3 separate regions of the Gossypium hirsutum genome follow, and all the other regions are linked to region 2. A link is a contact called in public Hi-C data. All regions are on one chromosome and are shown on one strand. The core of a region is the stretch at or near the end of the contact, and the rest is flanking DNA. Distances in the headings are between cores, read along the strand shown.

Region 1 (2,856 bases), core at 272-2,771, 250 kb after region 2:
CGTTTTAGAGGAGAAGAGAAAATTTCCCTTCCAGTCCCTCTATGTAATTCGCACGCTCAATTTAGTCCATGTGACTTCACTTATTTACGAATTTGTCCCCCGAATTTTTATTTGCAGTTCAATTTAGTCTTTTTTATTTTTATTAAAATTAATTAATTTCAATTGTGTAATTATTAATTTTTTTCTTCGTATGTAATTATTTAAAAAAAATCTATATGTATATATTTTTTTGTATATATGTATGTGTACATATTAAAATTTTCAAAACAAATATTTTTTATGTATATATATGTCTATATTTATTAATGCTCTAATATATGTTTTTACACATACTTTATAATTTATATATTTTTTATTATTTTCATAAATATATATTTTGTTATATAATTTTATAATCCAAAGTTTTATATGTAAATTCATACGCATGCCTCTTATTCTTCATAATTCCAATGTATATATTATGCATTTTCTTTTCTTTATATGTTTTTTGTTTATTTCATTCATTTGTTTATCGATTTATGTTTTCATAGTTTTTATTTCGTTCATTTATTTGATATTTTGCATGTCATTATTTTTATTATGTACATTAATTTATTTTATTTATTTGTTTATCTTATTTCTATGTCATAGTTGTATCTATTATTGTATTTTACATTTAATGTAACATCACATCATTTCTTTACTCGAATTTAAAAATAAAAAATTTTCAAAATAGAGATAACACTTGTATTTAAGATTTTTCAAGAAAATTGAGCCCTAACGTATTGGGTTCCAATTTTCTTCGTTAAATCTAACAATCGAGAATTACTCTTTGATCAAAAATAAAATGAAAAAGCTTGTTGTTGGGAATTTAATATGTTGTGTCCTAATGTATTGGATGTGACGTATTGATTTCTCGAGACAAAGATTTTTAAAATATATATATTAATAAAGGAAATATTCAATGTTTGAAATGTTGAGAAATTGTGCCCTAACGTATTGGGCTGCGGTTTTGTCATAAATCTTAAACAATGGAATATTCTTTTAAATTTTATCACACAAATCTTTTGGACAAACTCATCTTGAAGAAATAAAATATCGTGCCCTAACGCATTGGGTGTGATGTTTTCTGTTTCAAAATGAGTGAGTCTTAATAAATAATTTAATTAAGGATCGTATTTTTAACTCTCAACGTTAAGACATTAATTAATCAATTTGGTACCACTTTTTGGGTGTTACGAGGGTGCTAATCCTTCCTCGAACGTAATTGACTCTTGAACCCGTTTTTCTAAAAACTCGTAGACCAAAGTCATTTTAGGTGATCCAATCACACCTTAATAAAAGATTGGTGGCGACTCTAAATTTTCATCGACAACTAATTTTTGTTTTTTTTAAAACATAAAAATGGTTTCGACACATATTTTAATAAAAAAATAAATTATAATTACAGAGTGATGTTTTAGAATGTGAAATGAAGAAGGTGAGGGGAGTGTGACCACACCTTTGAAAGTTGGCCATCTACTCTGACCCAAAAGTAAACGATATAGTAAAGGAGGGTTTACATTTTACAACCCAAAGCAAATAATTTTGGATTAGGGAGTGAGGGTGAAGCATGTTGGGGAATAAAATGTGGACTGCCTTCCACTTGCTTAAAGTGTGCGGAAATTACACGGGATTCAGCGTCCAAACATTCAAATGAATGCGCACTGCCTCTGCTTTACTTGTTTATGCGTTTTAATATCCCTTTTTTTTTTTTAACAATAATTGAGTCCCATCACCAAAAGTTCTTTTATTTGTCCCTTCTATTGTAAAGAAATATAGGATTCATATTCAACTATAGATTTGAAGTGGTCAAATTTTAGCTTAATCAAGTAGTTCATCATTAAACTCGTACTTATTTCATTTAAAGTAGTTTTCAAAAAATAATATAGATTTAAATGATTTTCTATAAATTAATTTTTTGTTATTAGGTAAATTTTTTAAAATTTATTTTTTTAAAAAATTGTTTAGTGAAACAAACACAAAATATATTATATTCGTTACAAGATATTATAAAAATATTTACTTTGGCCACCAATATTTACTTTAATATAATAAGATAACATTTTATAATAATTAATATCTTATATAAATTTAATAAATAAAAAATATCTAAAACTTAATTTAAAATTACATTTACTATATATATTGCAGATAGTGCAATAGTGCCACATTTATAACTAGAAGTGATAAACAAAACTAAATTTAATTTAAACAAACACTTATATTTATATTATTAAAATATTTATATTTTATACTATAAAATATTTATGATTAAATTTTTTAAATTGATATGTATGTTTTTATTAAATTATAAATATAAATAATTTCAATAGAATATTAAGAATATTATTTAAATTTAAAATTATTCTTAATGTTAAAATTCATATTAAAATAAGATTGTAATATTAAATACTTTATTAAAATAATATTTTTTTAATTTTATGAGTAATTTATTATATTTTTAAATATAAACAATTAAATATGTATAGTTTATAAAATTAAAAAAGTATAATATTTGGAATCAATATTTTAATATTCTTAAAAATTAAAGTTAAAAATTTACTTTTAATATAATAATATTAAATTTGATAGAAGTTTATTTTTATATAAAAAATTAAGTTTTAACTCTTTTCCTAAAAAGATTTACCTTTTCAAAATGGAAATTCCAAAATAATAATAAAAAATAATTGGCCAAGCTATTTCCATGAAAATTAAAAGAAAAAACAAAACAAAACAAAAAAAGCCGTGAAACAAATGCTCCCTATTGTTGTTAAGTACCTTTTTGTTTTATTTTAGATTTTTGTCGGGTGTAGATAGAGCACAAAACTATCAAAA
Region 2 (2,924 bases), core at 52-2,551:
GTCATGTGAGATCAACTAAAATGTAATTTTGGATCTATGTTGAGATATAGAAAAAAATTTAAGTTCAGAACTAGGTTAAGCATGAGGAATATTTAGAATTGGTATCTCGTCACATGTGTGATGCATTAATTTTTAAAAAAATATAAGTTTAATTTAGTATTTAAATGTGATGTAATGACGTGAGAATTTATGTATATATATTAGAGTAAATCATATTTTATTTAAAAAATAAAAATATCTCTGAATACTTTTTGATTAATGCAAAAGCATCGAATTTTATTCGAAATAGGAAGAAAATTTATTTACAAAGTGTATTCCATTTTTAATAAAAGTGGATTAAATCTCACCCAACACTATGAACATTTCACGACCTATATTAAATCTGGATGTTGTCTTATGCACTTAAGAACACTTCATGCATGCATCACATCATATGATAGAAATTGCATTATTATGAATATAAATTAAATTAAATTGTGTTGTACTCACAATATGGGTAAAAAAACTATCATATGATAAGAATTGTATTATTATGCATCATATCATATGTTAAAAATATTTTCTTTTAAAATCTATTTAATAATGATCATACCAAATTTGCATATTTTTTATATAAAATAAACATGTATTTTAATACTATTAAACACGTGTTTGATCCTTAGATTTGTAATTTGTAATTTTTTTATTTAAAGATAATATTAAAATATAGATGATATTAACATATTTTATGTTTGTTCAAACTCGGTCCGACCAAAAATCTGGATTTAAAATTTTGCTTAAACCTATCCATATTTACAAAAGACTAACCCCAACTCATTTTAGACCTGTCCATATTATTTTTTAATTAAAAAAACATTTATATTATAGTATTTTAATATTTAATATTTAATAATTAATAATTTTATACATTTTTTATTTATTGAATTTTTTATATAGCCATATTAACATTATTTTAATATTTACATTAGAGTATAGGTTTATTTTTTTTATTGAGTTCTAAATTTTATAATATATAAAAATAACATAATATAAATATTGTAAACTTAAAATAGATCGGGTCGGGTCGGATTAGGCTTTTAAATGTTCAAGCTCAAGCCTAACCCATATTTTAAACGGGATTGATATTTTTATCCAAACCCATTTTCTAGACCTATTATTTTTGTTTAAATCCTCCTAAATTTTAAATAGACATTCGGGCTTAGATAGATAACGGAAACATGAACAGATGTATTGTATTATAGCGCTCATTTGGTTGAGACATGCATATATGTTAATAACAAATTAAAAAGAAATTTGAAGGAGAAATTATATCAAAGTATAGGGCTAAGAGGTGAAAGGAGCAAACCGAGTATAATTAAAACATAGGATCCAATCCAAGCCCATGTCCTCCTGCTCCTACCATTGCCCCATATCCCTTATCCTATCTCCACAAAGCAACTTTTAAGACTCGTATCCTCACATCTCTCTCTCTCTCTCTCCCACTCTGCAATACAAAATGTTATCCATGGCTACTTCATCTACACTCCATACTACTTTCACTTGTCATTCCTTTCGTTATCAGAAATCCTTTAACACCCCCTTTTGCTTTAACAAAAATCCCATTTTGAAGAAAACAATCAAAACTCCAACACTAACCGCTTCGGTTGCCACGGAAGCTGTCACTGAGACTGAAACACCATCCGACTTCATCATTCCTCAGAAACCTGAGGAGGTGGTCAAGCAAGTTGGAAAGCCAAGACTGGTTTTGAAATTCATATGGATGGAAAAGAACATCGGGCTTGCCCTTGATCAAGTCATACCGGGCCACGGCACTGTTCCTCTAAGTCCATATTTCTTCTGGCCAAGGAAAGATGCCTGGGAAGAGCTCAAGGCCACTCTAGAAAGTAAGCCTTGGATTTCTCAGAAGAAGATGATTATCCTTCTCAATCAGGCCACTGATATCATCAATCTATGGCAGCAAAGTGGTGGCAACCTTTCCCAGAGCTAGATGTGCATTTTTTTTATATAATTTTTTTTGTCTTAGCTATGCAAAATGGCCTCGGTTAATCCACTGAATTTGAGAATGTTTGGTTTGAAACCTCTTAGCTCTGAACTAAGATATGAATTGTTGGTTTTAATAGGATAACAAACACTGCTGAATTGTTGGTATTTCCCTAGAGATCCACATATTTGTATATTTTTCATCCTTGTTAGATATGAATCTTTACCAAGTTAGTTTTTCTTTCATGATCATTAGATGTCATTGATGTAGATGGTATACGAATTTGATGCTAGTTTTTATAGAATTACCTTAGCTTTGTATAACTTTACCAGCCAAAGCATTATCGAGGAAAATCTATTAACTTAGTTTGGGTACCCTGTGGCGGTAGATGCATACATGCATTTGCCTAAGTGTGTTTAACTTGTACTAATTGAAGATAAATGAAATAATGTTTCTGCTAAAAGGACAATATTTCATCTCCTTGTTCAATATTGCAACTTAATTTCATCGCCTTCCCCTTTTGGGGATTTATATTTAATGCACTCACATAACCATGAGTCCATTATTTTGGTTCCACGATTTCTCTTGGGTGTAGTCATTAAGCCTATTCAAGTTGTGTTGCATTCTGGTTTTTTCCCTGCAGGATGATACGTACTTGCATGCTAAGGCAAGGTAGTATAATTATGTTTGGGAACTCGACTTGTTTTCCAACATATTTTTCTTCGAAAATAATTCCAAAAATGTTAACATCCAGTTTACATCTCAAGAAAATAAACAAAAAAGGGGAAACAAACAAACAAACTTATAGACCTGACTGATGCTATAATGCAACTCGCCAAACTTCAAAATCAAATCAGTATACTGATGCTCCTCAGTAGCCACGAACTTGTCTAGTCCTTACAGAAAACGGCGCCTTATTAATGGTAAAGGGTCGTTTACCTTT
Region 3 (2,871 bases), core at 132-2,631, 190 kb before region 2:
ACAAACGTACAAGTATTTTTTGTGCATTGCATACGGTTTTACAATGGAATTCTCTTTTTCTTTCATCAAAAAAAGAAAAAGAGAAAATATAGAGAGCGTCTATTAGACCCAGATCACTAAATAATCCAATTACCACCCTTTTTTTCTTTTTTTTTTCAGAAAAGTTCAAAAATACTATGATGGCTCCGTTGCTTTATATATTTATTTCGTCTGTAATTCAACAATCCCAAATACTAATGAGTTATGTCTCTTAAATACTAAAATTTATGTTACTTGATTATTAATAAAAAGTTATGATTGTTCAAGTAATATCTAATGAATAGTTGTATTCCTTATTAATAGATGTGACTATCTATTTGGATAGTTATGTCTCTATGAAGAGATGCGAGATCTCTTATAAATAGGAGAAAAAATTCATTTGCATGGTATACTAAGAAATACCAAACCATACCAAAATTTAGAAACAAAAGTTTCTCTATTCTCCTCCATCTTTTTATATTCAAATATTGTTTTATAAAGAATTATTGCAGAAGTTCTTTATAGAACTTGATACTCTTGCTATGTTTTACTCAATGCTCAGTGGATTATTTTCATCAGTGCCAAACACAAATAGTCATTGGGCTTCATTGTATCCTCAAGGTTCATTTACTTGTAATTCTTTTGCGCACCAAAATATAGGTGGAAACGAATAGAACCTTAAATAAAGTGGCATGGTTGCACGCCTTTAAGCTTTCAGTTAATTATTTTGAAGTTTATTTTATTCTCATACACCGACAAAATAGACTTTTTATCAAGAGGGGGAGAAAAAAAGTTGACATGAAGTGATATACGAAAAAATGATTCCAATAAAAGAGCATCTAAATCCCATCATGAAATAGGATTCTCCAATTTGAATTGCATATTTAGAGTTAAAGGAATCTACTACTCGTGTATGAAGAATGCCTCTAGGTCCATCCTCTTATTTTATTTTAAAAAGTTTGAAGCGTTGTTTTCATAATTTTTGGAATTTTAATTTTAATTTATGAATTTCTTTTATAAAATTTAATTTATACAATAATGTGACATATAAAATAAAGATAGTGTCAGGTCTGCAATAAAAGTTTGAGGATTAATTTAATTTAAACAAAAGAATATGGGTCAAATTGAATAAAAGTGTAAGCATTAATAACTAATTTTACTATTTGCATTATATATAATAAATCAAAATAAGACCATTTTACTCATTTACTATAAAATTTAAAATAAAAAATCCCGATATTTAAGTTAGTGAATAGTAAAAATCATATAAAAATTGAGTGATATGAATGGGAGCATATATGAAATACAGATTCCAATATGAATATTCTACTCTGTCCCGTCCCCCTAAATTCTATTTATTTAACATCAATATATCCGCTTTGAAAGTGGAAAAGCAAAAAAGAAGAAAAAGTAAACCGTCCAAGCCAAGCTGAAAAAACTTCCCTACGTAATGTGGGCACCCACCTTGGTCTCTTCTCCTTCTTCTTCTTCTTCTTCTTCACCAAATTACCCTATTCTTTTCTTCCATTCCTATTCCTAAGCCCTTCTCCTTCGCACTTGTTCATTTCTCAAGCGTAATTTCGTCCCCAGCCATACCTCGGCCTTGCTTCCTTTGCTTTGGCGTCAAACCCAAGTTTCCATCTTTTTCTTTTCTGGGTGTCTTAAGAATTCCGTTAATTATTTTTATTTTTATTTTTGGCTCTGGGTATGTTGGTAGAGAGAAGGAGAGTGATGACCTGGAGGAGAGTGGGGAAGTCGCTGCAGGCGCTGGTAGCCCATGCCTTGCTCTTCTCTTTCACCCTCTTGCTCGCTCTCAAGCTTCATCATGCCCTGTCTTACTCTTGGTGGTTCGTCTCTGTCTTTCATTTTGCTTTTGGGCTTCATTTACAACCGATTCGCTTTTCTTTGCGACTGCTGACTTTTATGCGAAAAGCAATCGACTTTGCCATTCATTTTGTTGCCTGCATCCCCATTTTTCACTATGTCACTTGCTTCCTTTTTACTTTTTTCTTAGTTCACCAAATTTTGAATCTTTCTTGTATTGTTTCTTTTGCAGTAATTTTTGTTTTTCCTTGTTATTTGAATTTTGTTGGTGTATTTTCTTGAAAGTCACATTTTACTTGATCAGTTAGTCAATTTGCTCTCAGTTAATTAATCATTGGCAAATGCCTACAAGGGGAAATTTGATTGCTTGTGCACTTAATCTGTAGAGTTCTAAATTTGAGTGTGCGTTGACATGTTCCCTACCGTGAAACATTGACGGGTTTGGCTTCTCTATTGGGATGGCCATGAAATTCAAACATATGCCAACTGTTATAAAATCTCATGATTAGGGGTTTAAAACGCGTTTTCTCTCTTCATTCTCATTAGTGATATATCCGGTACTTGATATTTTGACTTGGATACTTGTGATCATAATTCATATATGAAGTGTTAATGATTTGAATACATTTAGCTGTCAGTCATGCTGAGATGTCCGTATGAAGCTGCAAGTTACACAATTATACTTTAGAGGTGAATAGTGCGGAAGAGAATATGTAAAGCATTTGTTGTAGGCCAATGTAGATTCACTAGTATCCTCTGTTGTTAAGCGAGAAGATGAGAACATGTTAATCATCTTATTTTGGTAAGCATTTATTGCAAGTCAATGTAGATTCACTAGTTATCTTCATTGTGCAGGGTTGTATTTTCCCCTTTATGGCTTTTTCATGCAACTGTAGCACGTGGCAGGTTTTCTTTGCCTGCTCCATCAATGCCTCATGATCGCGATGTATGACAGATAATCTCTAAGTTTGGATGTCCTAATTAGCTGTGAGAAAATTGTTTGTGGCACTGTATTTCATAATAATCCAG

What was found. Hi-C and Micro-C count contacts between places; a contact is called where the count stands out from the background.
Region 1: a Hi-C map of leaf shows a contact between it and region 2, with 2.9 times the contacts expected there. The contact joins the enhancer-like site here to the promoter of LOC107887169 in region 2. A contact is called at or near these places in 2 of 34 Hi-C or Micro-C datasets (both in leaf).
Region 3: a contact with region 2 is called in a Hi-C map of leaf, with 2.5 times the contacts expected there. The contact joins the promoter of LOC107887146 here to the promoter of LOC107887169 in region 2. A contact is called at or near these places in 14 of 34 Hi-C or Micro-C datasets (anther, callus, fibers and 4 more).

Annotation. Positions count from the first base shown.
Region 1 is chrD02:38,618,791-38,621,646 of Gossypium_hirsutum_v2.1, reverse strand. No RefSeq gene overlaps it. Among protein-coding and RNA genes, the nearest start is that of LOC121214705, 6.0 kb to the right of the region's middle. Within about 2 kb of position 1,521, at least 3 of the 9 cell types and tissues checked have an H3K27ac peak or open chromatin away from gene starts, as enhancers often do. A contact at or near this core is called in leaf, where this site is marked.
Region 2 is chrD02:38,868,963-38,871,886 of Gossypium_hirsutum_v2.1, reverse strand. It overlaps LOC107887169 (30S ribosomal protein 3-1, chloroplastic), which reads left to right and starts at 1,301. Exons shown (of 1, transcript XM_016811332.2): 1 at 1,301-2,226. The coding sequence starts at 1,496. The coding sequence ends at 1,987. LOC121214649 reads right to left here. Exons shown (of 5, transcript XM_041088534.1): 5 at 2,682-2,924. The coding sequence ends at 2,853.
Region 3 is chrD02:39,056,132-39,059,002 of Gossypium_hirsutum_v2.1, reverse strand. LOC107887146 reads left to right here and starts at 1,381. Exons shown (of 14, transcript XM_016811298.2): 1 at 1,381-1,865; 2 at 2,698-2,788. The coding sequence starts at 1,726.